Regions from separate parts of the Callithrix jacchus genome. Here region 1 is linked to region 2. A link is a contact called in public Hi-C data. All regions are on one chromosome and are shown on one strand. The core of a region is the stretch at or near the end of the contact, and the rest is flanking DNA. Distances in the headings are between cores, read along the strand shown. Region 1 overlaps SYNPO2 (synaptopodin 2). Region 2 overlaps MAD2L1 (mitotic arrest deficient 2 like 1).

Region 1 (4,991 bases), core at 2,422-4,921, 850 kb before region 2:
AGCTGAAAAATCTGAGTCACCTGACCCAGACCCTAGCTTGTCACAAGACAGGATTGTCCACATAAACTCGATCCCTACCAATGAGAAAGCAGACCCTTTCCTGAGGTCCAGCAAGAAGATAATCCAGATCTCCAGTGGCAGAGAGTTGAGAGTGATCCAGGAAAGTGAAGCAGGAGCTGCGGGACTGCCCCAGGTGGAAGTGATCCTCGACTGCTCTGACAGGCAGAAGACAGAAGGGTGCAGGCTTCAGGCAGGAAAGGGGTGTGTGGATTCTCCAGTGGAAGGAGGGCAGTCAGAAGCACCTCCTTCTCTGGTATTCTTTGCCGTCTCATCAGAAGGCACAGAGCAGGGAGAAGATCCACGCTCAGAAAAGGATCACAGCAGACCTCACAAGCACCGGGCGCGGCATGCACGTAAGTCCCGCCTGGGCTATCAGAAGGGGCTTGGGAGTTCAGGGCATTTTGCTACTTCTTTGCTTGCATGAATTTTTCAGCAACGTTTTTCTTATGTTTCCTACTGGCTTAAGAAATATTTGATTAATGCACAAAATCACAAATGTGACATTGTGGAGAATACCAGTTTCTAAATGGGAAACAATAAGTTTGAACTTCATATAGATTGAAACATTTTTCATGAATTTCCTTTTATTCCCAAAGGCACAGGAACTGTTAAAGAAAATAATATTGTCAATTACCTATTCAGTTTGATTCACAGAGTTGAAATATTTCTTGGTAAAATAACATAAGAAAGCACTTGAAGTCATGTGGACTCCGTTTAAATGTCAAAAACTGTTGAGTCTGCTACTGAGAGGTGTCTTTAAAATAAAAGCTCTACTCCTAATATCAAAAACATATCCTGGTTTTGAAAAAAGTCATTGTGCAGCTTGATGATGCTTGCAGAAGTGAGTTTGACAGACAAGGACATGTGTATACTGAGCAGTTACATGATCCTCTCCGTTTTGTAAGTCTTCATTAGACTGCAAAGTGTTTCATCTACCTTCTAGACACAGATGTCAGTCTCCAGTGCCATGTGGAGGCATTTAAAGGTCCCCAAACATAAAATATATTTAAATTCAATGCTTCATATGGCATTTTGTTTTACCCAGAGTAGTGAAGACAGAAAGGAGAATAGGGATAAGAATTACAGTCAGGTGTTACGATTTCTGCTGTTTTCTTTCATGTATTTTTTTAAAACTAATTTTGGAATATTATTTGAGGATGTAAAGGCTGACAGGCAAAGGCACTTGACTATAAATGATAAACAACGGCAATGCATTCGGTTATTCAAAGTATGATATTAAGTCTTCTAACCTATTTATTTCTTTCAAAGTATATTTTTAGCATAACCATTTGTAGCTTTATTGGCAAGTGCTGTTAATCATTCCTTATACTTTAAGCATCTGTAGGCCATCTTCACATTTATAGCATATTAAACAAGCATATTGAGACACCATTCACATACTTTACATGTTGGCAGTGAAGTTAGCAGCAACTGTGCAACTGTGACTGTCAGTTTAATAAGTTGTATAACACTAGTCAAAAAAAGGAATTGTATTTAGTAATAACCAAACTTTGATCACCAGGAAACGCCTGTAATCTTATTATAAATTATTTACTCAGATTATATTTTATTTTCAAAAAAGTAACCATTAAGTCTTACTTTTTTCCAGAGACAAAAAGAGCGAATTTTCAATCATAAAATAGTCACAACGTTTTTCTTAATTTTTCACTTAACTATTTTAAGGAATTAAAAAATTTAGGGGACACTCATTATCGTTGAAAACATGATATAATTAACTATAAATTATAAATTATAGATGCTATATGTTTACTTGCTATAAATTTGTTGCTAATTTATTTTTATAATGGTAATAAAGAAAATTAAAAAATTTTTTATTTTATAAGCATCATAGTCTTGTTTTAAATGACTTAATTTCTGCATCAGTTTTTGCACAGTTAAAAGGGTCACAAGTCAATTTTACATTTCTTCAAGATTTACCCTTATTCTTGCTTCAATTAAAGTAACATTGTATTTTCAAAATAGCAATACATTTACAAACAAATCTGTCTAGAAAACTTTGTAGCTAGAGTTTCTTTATGTATTTACAATAATGCCATTTTTTGAGTTATAACTATTATTGATTCAGTACCCTCAGTGATTAATTCTGTGTTTTTAATTTACATTAATCTAGTAGCTGTGAATGAAAAGATTTGGGGAAGTTGTCGGGGTTAAAAAAAGATAAAAGAGAAAGAAGAAAACCTCAATAGCTAAATCCATTACATTAAAACACTTAGAAAAGTTTAAAACATCTTCTTGGGACACTCGTCCCTTTTTAAGATACCTGGAAACAGTTTTATGCTGACATTTCATTTTAAAATATAGAAGTATGAGGTAGGTCTTATCTTGTTTTTCAGAAAATATTATGTTTTTAGATTATGTTCTTCTTAATTCTAATTTTATCCTATTAATTGGCATGTAATAGCCAGTTTTTATTATTAAAGTGGAAACATCTCTAGAGAAACAAGTGTATGAAACATATATTCTAATCAGCATATACAAAATGTTTTTATATAAACAAATAGAATATGGCATTGTTGAGTGTTATATAGAGAGTATATATATTATTGTAGAAGAAAAAAAGTTAAGAGAAATAAGAAAGAGAAATGAGCTGGATTCCTTCAAAATTCAGTACCCAATTGTAAGTTTTTACATATTTATTTTCCCCCAGGAGAGTTCATTTCTGAGCTGCTATGGTATCTTCCCTGAACTCATCAGCTCAATATAATTTTTTTTTTACTTTCCCTAGGGCTCAGGAGGAGTGAAAGCCTGTCGGAAAAACAAGTGAAGGAAGCAAAATCTAAATGCAAAAGCATTGCCCTTCTTCTAACAGATGCTCCCAACCCCAACTCCAAGGGGGTGTTGATGTTTAAGAAGCGACGTCGGAGGGCCAGGAAATACACCCTAGTTAGCTACGGTACTGGCGAGCTTGAGCGAGAGGCAGACGAGGAGGAAGACGGTGACAAGGAGGATACAAGTGAAGTAGCATTTCTTGGTGCAAGTGAGTCAGAGGTGGATGAAGAGTTACTGTCTGACATTGACGACAGCACACAAGTTGTGAACTTTGACTGGGATTCTGGACTGGTGGACATTGAAAAGAAACTGAACAGAGGGGACAAGATGGAGATGTTACCAGACACCACAGGCAAGGGAGCCCTCATGTTTGCCAAGAGGAGGGAGAGAATGGATCAGATCACAGCCCAAAAAGAAGAGGACAAGGCAGGTGGAATGCCAAGCAGAGAACAAGATGCTGCCCAGACAGATGGCCTGAGAACCATGACTTCTTACCAAAGAAAGGAGGAAGAGTCGGTGAGAACGCAGAGCTCTGTGAGCAAAAGCTACATCGAGGTGAGTCATGGTCTTGGCCATGTGCCCCAACAGAATGGCTTCAGTGGGGCATCTGAGACAGCAAACATCCAGAGGATGGTTCCCATGAATAGAACAGCCAAACCCTTCCCAGGGTCTGTGAACCAGCCAGCCACCCCCTTCTCGCCAACCCGAAACATGACGAGTCCCATTGCTGACTTTCCTGCACCTCCACCTTACTCTGCAGTCACTCCTCCCCCTGATGCCTTCTCCAGAGGGGTATCAAGTCCGATTGCTGGCCCAGCACAGCCCCCTCCATGGCCTCAGCCTGCCCCATGGTCCCAGCCAGCCTTTTACGATTCATCTGAGCGAATAGCTTCCAGAGATGAGAGGATCTCAGTGCCAGCAAAAAGAACAGGAATATTGCAGGAAGCCAAAAGGAGAAGCACGACAAAACCCATGTTTACTTTTAAAGAGCCCAAAGTAAGCCCAAATCCTGAACTCTTGTCACTCCTTCAAAATTCAGAAGGCAAACGGGGCACTGGAGCTGGAGGTGATTCCGGACCGGAAGAAGACTACCTCAGCTTGGGAGCAGAGGCTTGCAATTTCATGCAAAGCACCTCTGCCAAACAAAAGACCCCACCTCCTGTTGCTCCAAAACCTGCAGTCAAGTCCTCATCCTCCCAACCAGTAACTCCAGTTTCCCCAGTCTGGTCTCCAGGAGTGGCTCCCACCCAACCTCTGGCCTTCCCCACATCTGGCCCATCAAAGGGCACTATTGTCTCCTCCATCAAAATAGCCCAGCCTTCTTACCCTCCTGCCCGGCCTGCAAGCGCTTTAAACCTGGCTGGTCCCTTCAAAGGACCACAAGCAGCAGTAGCCAGTCAGAATTACACACCCAAACCAACAGTTCCCACACCAACAGTCAATGCTGCTCAGCCTGGTGCAGTGGGACCATCCAATGAGCTTCCAGGAATGAGTGGGAGAGGAGCTCAGCTCTTTGCTAAAAGGCAGTCCAGAATGGAGAAATATGTGGTCGATTCAGACACGGTGCAGGCCCACGCTGCTCGAGCTCAGTCCCCCACTCCATCTCTCCCAGCCAGTTGGAAGTACTCCTCCAATGTCAGAGCACCTCCTCCTGTGGCTTATAATCCTATCCACTCCCCCTCCTACCCACTAGCTGCTCTCAAGTCTCAGCCATCAGCCGCACAAGCTTCCAAAGTCGGCAAGAAAAAGGGGAAGAAACCGCTCAATGCACTAGATGTCATGAAGCACCAACCGTATCAGCTCAATGCATCCTTGTTTACTTTCCAACCTCCAGATGCAAAGGATGGCCTCCCTCAAAAGTCATCAGTCAAGGTCAATTCAGCCCTGGCCATGAAGCAAGCTCTTCCTCCTCGGCCAGTGAATGCTGCCTCACCTATGAATGTGCAGGCCTCGTCAGTGTACTCGGTACCAGCCTATACCTCTCCCCCATCCTTCTTTGTAGAGGCCTCCTCACCAGTCAGCGCATCCCCAGTGCCTGTGGCCATTCCCACCTCGCCAAAGCAGGAATCAGCCTCTTCATCTTATTTTGTGGCACCAAGGCCAAAGTTCTCAGCCAAGAAAAGTGGTGTCACAATTCAGGT
Region 2 (4,877 bases), core at 390-2,889:
AAAAGAAAACAAAACTTTCTGCAGCTGCAGCTCTTGGCACTGTTTCTTTCCCCAGCTGCAGTCACTCTGCTCATACTCATCGTCATGTCAACTGAGACAGGAAGAAATAAAAGGGCAACAGAAAAAGTACCTGCCCTGAAGTTTGAGGGTTCCGGGGTCTTCTTCCATTTTGGTGTGTTCTATCTTTAAAATGGCCTAATTCTTTGGAATACTACCTTTTGACAATTTCAATCCATCATATCTAGAATATCCTTAAAGCTTTGTTAAACTTTGACATCTTTCTCTAATTTCTTGAGAATAGTAAGCTTTACTTACTGGTTCTTTCTGTGATCCTTGTGGTTTAATTTTTTTTTAAAAAATCTGACTATGATTAATGATTGATCAGCTAGGACCAACTTGACCTGTCTAGGTAGGAATGAAAAGCCTATGAAATAGTGGTGACAATTACTATAATTGGAATAAATAAAATGTGATATATCATTAAGTTAAAGTAGTGCTGAGGGAGTAGAGTGATGATCACTGCTCCATTCCTTTACGGGAATAAAGGAGAGACTGCACACTGCTGGAGAGAATGTACCTGAAGAAATTTGGGAGTAGAAGTTTAATCTAGACTAAAAACAATCTTGCATTGAAGTGCTAAAAGCATGAAACATTAGACATGAAGAACCCGGAACATCGAAATTTTCTAAAAAGGAATAATGTCTCATATGCCATTCACTGAGAAAGTAGGTAATAGACATGGGGAGTTTGCCAGAAGCATTGCCACCACACCCACCATCACCACCAAATGCACACACACACGCATACACAGTAAACATGGGGAATCACAATTGCTGATGGGCAATTTCTGTTCAGTGTATATAGACAGATTTACAGCCTGTGAACTCTTGACACTGGCGCAGCTGACTGGCCTTCCTTGGAACTGAAACCCAGATGTTCTCAGGTTCTTCTGTCTACAACACAGATACCATTAAGTTATCTGCCATGTTCCTTGGCTGGCAACAGCCTTGTCAAAAAAGATTATACCATTCGTTTAATTTGGGGACCATAATTTCACTTGTAATAGCTTATGTAGTGGAGCTGCAGTTTCTTTTGTGATTAGTTGCCCCTTGGAGAACTGAACTAATTAGAAATTTGAATTAATTTTGAAGAGACTGAAGAAGTCATATCCATTCTTATGAAAGACAGCCCAGGTTACAGCTGAACTTACAGGAACCCAGGGATCAGCATAAGACCCTGTGGCTGAGAATGAGCCAACTGTATAGAATTGGGAGTGAAGGAATTTAGACTTTAATTTCCATGGGCTTTTCATTTGTAAGGAAATTTAGTTTGGAGGAAGTTAAAAAATGAGAAGAGTTTAATACTGTTAAAATTTAGAACATTTTTATATATTGATCTGGTCTCTGCATTCATTTCATGAACATTCATGAATGTATACATGAATATAAAATGAATACATTCATTCATTCTGGACAACATGACTGAGTATAAAGGAAATAGAATGGGGAATACATTTTCTGTTTAGGGTTCTGCATGCAGTTCTGTCTGATTCATGTTGCTAGAGACTTTTGTTGGCAAAAAGTGAAATGCCCATTGGCAATTCTAGAGGAAATTACTGTGGAAAGAAGGCAGGTTTAGGAAAGTGAGAACACAACGGCCCTGTGAGCAAGCAACTTCCCTGTTGAGAGAAACAGCCCACCCTGGCTTATTTCCAAGTAGCTTAAGTCCAGTGGGTTATGACATTGTTTCCCAACCTTCCTTTATATGTATGCCGCCTTCATGTCTGCATATCACCCACACTAATACTGATATATTTTTCTTTAAGTATTGTATATACTTTTAAAATCATTTGCTCAATTTTTTACTCATGATAAATAATGTGTTAAAATCTTACATATTTTTCTGAGTACAACATATATATAAAGTCCTCATGCTACCTAAAATCAACTTACATAATGCCAGTGGAACATACACTGTAATATATTAAGAGAAGAAAAAGCTGGCAAATAGCAGGAGGGAAACTTGTTACTCTACTCTTAGAGGTTCCATTCCACACCTGATGACAGAAAACAGCATTGGAGCAATATTCTGGGGCCCTCTCTCCACCTTCTCTCTCACTGCATCCCAAGCAGCAAAGAAATTTTTCTATGGCTTGTAGGAGCTCAAGGACAGTGCTTTCTAATTTTGCCCTTGGCAGTTCAGCATGCAAGGCTTCTTCTCAGGTTGGAGCTGGGCTGGAACAGGAAGAATGAAGATGTCTGGCCCTTCCACGGGTGACTACACAGGCTGCTTAGTTCACTTAAAAAGGAGTAGCAAACCCTATTTCTGCCTTAAGTGTAAGCCTCATTCTCCTATCCAGATTTACTACAGAGTGCTCTAATTTGGATAATAATACATACAATAAATGTCAATCTCCTGTTTCCTGCATCTATGTCTCAAGTTGGTTAAAACTCACCAAGTAGAAGGATAAGGATTACATGTTAAGCACAAATTCCAACACATTTGGTTACAAAAACAAGTGAAAGAATTAGAGAAGAAATGTTGCTGGAAAGAAAACGAATACTCCCGTTTTAAAGCAAAATGCCCTGTGTGAACATTTAATGGCAGTATTAAGAAAAGTTAATGCAAAAGTCAAATATTCTAACTGCAAGTTCTTACTTCCTCAACTTGGAGTGAGATTCACATGGTATTCTAGTGTTCTTGTGGCTAAGTATGGAGGAGAACCCACTCCTGTTCCCTAGACTCTTGAGAGGAAACAAGATATAACAAAAAGATTTGGTTCCTATTGGTTTGGGAATTGGTCCAGTAGATGTATTCTGGATGTTTGCAGTTGGGCAAATTACTTAACCTTCCTGAATTTTAGTTCTTAAATCTATAAAATAGGGCTAACAATTCTCATAGGTTTGTTGTGAGAATTGAGATATTGCATCCCTTCCCTGACCACAAACTGAGCTAAAGATGCTCTATAATAGATTCAGACTCCCTAGTGTTTCTTCATGGTTTTGCTTCATGGGTCTCTTCTGGAGCCATCAGTAGTTATAGAACTTCTATTTTGGATCCAGTTCTTCTCTCCCCCACCCTCTCCTTCCCTCACAGCCCTGAACTGAGGTTTGGGGGCTGTTCCTTGCTCCAGAGGACTCCTTATTTGGGACTCAGACTTCATTTCCTTTATCTCATGGTTCTCCCCATGTCCTATCATCAGTATCTAACACTACAGCTTGTGGCCCAAGTCTTCTATTTCTCCACTAACCCCAACCTCCATTCATTTAGCAATCAGCTGAACAGATGCAAAGCACTTCAGCGGTGCCCAGCACACAGTAAGATAATCAATACCCATGAATTTCCTTTTCTAGACTTGGAGGCTGTAGGCTTTACAGCTTGTTCTTTACAGAGCTGTCCTGGCTATTATGAGTGTGAACACAGTGATCCAATAACTGCATGTTAGATATAAAATATTTTGCACATCACGGACTCAATGTTTAAAACCATCAGCATATGTACTTGGTCAGTGAGACAGCCATTTCAGAGAGAAATTCATATCCATGTCTAGGCATCCACTGGGTATGTCCATATCTAGAGAGTTTTTAAGTGTTTGGAATCTTTCCCTTGCAAGGAAATGGACTATGGGTGGTCCAGCTTATGTTTGGGATGCCTTTTTCAGCACAGATAAAATTCCAAGACAATAAGATTTTGATTTCATGTAAGTTCCTTTGTGCAAACAAGCTTGCATAGCAAAATGGTGCAGATGAATGTAGATAAAATGGGCTTTTTACAAATAAATGTAACTATATTATGTTTCTGTTTTAAAAATAGATCACATGGTGGAGGACAAAAATAGGTGACATGGTAACATAAACCGACTTGTGTAATCAGAGGTTCAACTCTGACATTTTTCTCTCTAGGCCTTTCCTAATAGTCTTGTTGCTAGGGCTACAATGTTTTGCCAGATTGGAACAGAATTGTTAACTCTAATGAAGATTAAGTAGCTTGCCCAACTAGGTTTTTTTTTTTTTTTTTAATAAGCCTCAGTGAATACTGTTGGCTTTAAAAGTCATAATTATGAAGAATGGAAAGATCTCTAAAAGATCTATTTTTAAAAATATATACTAAAATTTGAAATTTAGTAGACATTTTCCATTTCACAGCTATTCCAACATAAACTCATCACAGTCACATTGAACAAAATAACTAGAAATATTTCACACATTTAAAAAAATGAATAAATTATTTACAAGTTAAACCAAAACTAATTCACCAAAGACTGAGTTAAGGTTACTAAACAAACAATTCTTCTGATTAGTTGGAAAATTATGTTTCACTAGTGTTCACAAATTCATACCTGATTTATTCTGTAGACAATATATAGATTAGGTATAGGATAAAGTCCTCTGTATTTGGTTCCTCCCAATCATTGGTCAAAGTCATCTGACAACAGACTATCTGAGGAAAGTGTAAATACAAAGTTACCCAATAAAACACGAACAAGTTTTGCTAAGCACAGTGAAGGAAATCCAGTTTGTTCAGAACACTTTATTGCTAAAAGGATATAAAGGGTAAGAGGAAAAAGGTGACGAAACACTCCTTTTGATGTGCTTGTTGGGGAGTCACAATGAACTTCCTTGGGCAGGGACAGAAGGAAGAGATCATGTAAACTCCAAAAACCACAACACAATTTGCATGTTTCCTTAGCCAGGGACAGAAGAGACCATTTAAACTTCAAAAACCACAACACAACTTGCATGCCCATTGATCCACAACTTTACTTATGCACAAAAGCATGAGAACTAAGTAAAAATTCATGTAAAGTGACTAGCAAATAATAAATGCTGTTTATTCCCCTAATGTATGTATATATCTGTAGCCAGAAATCCCTATGT

The links. Hi-C and Micro-C count contacts between places; a contact is called where the count stands out from the background.
Region 1: a contact with region 2 is called in a Hi-C map of induced pluripotent stem cells, with 2.7 times the contacts expected there. The contact joins two enhancer-like sites. A contact is called at or near these places in 2 of 3 Hi-C or Micro-C datasets (induced pluripotent stem cells and skeletal muscle).

What each region holds. Positions count from the first base shown.
Region 1 is chr3:78,523,526-78,528,516 of calJac240_pri, reverse strand. SYNPO2 (synaptopodin 2) reads left to right here. Exons shown (of 5, transcript XM_002745445.6): 3 at 1-413; 4 at 2,807-4,989. Among named protein-coding and RNA genes, the nearest start is that of MYOZ2, 96 kb to the right of the region's middle. Within about 2 kb of position 3,671, at least 2 of the 16 cell types and tissues checked have an H3K27ac peak or open chromatin away from gene starts, as enhancers often do. A contact at or near this core is called in skeletal muscle, where this site is marked.
Region 2 is chr3:77,669,988-77,674,864 of calJac240_pri, reverse strand. MAD2L1 (mitotic arrest deficient 2 like 1) reads right to left here. Exons shown (of 5, transcript XM_002745440.6): 5 at 4,504-4,877. Among named protein-coding and RNA genes, the nearest start is that of MAD2L1, 13 kb to the right of the region's middle. Within about 2 kb of position 1,639, at least 2 of the 16 cell types and tissues checked have an H3K27ac peak or open chromatin away from gene starts, as enhancers often do. A contact at or near this core is called in skeletal muscle, where this site is marked.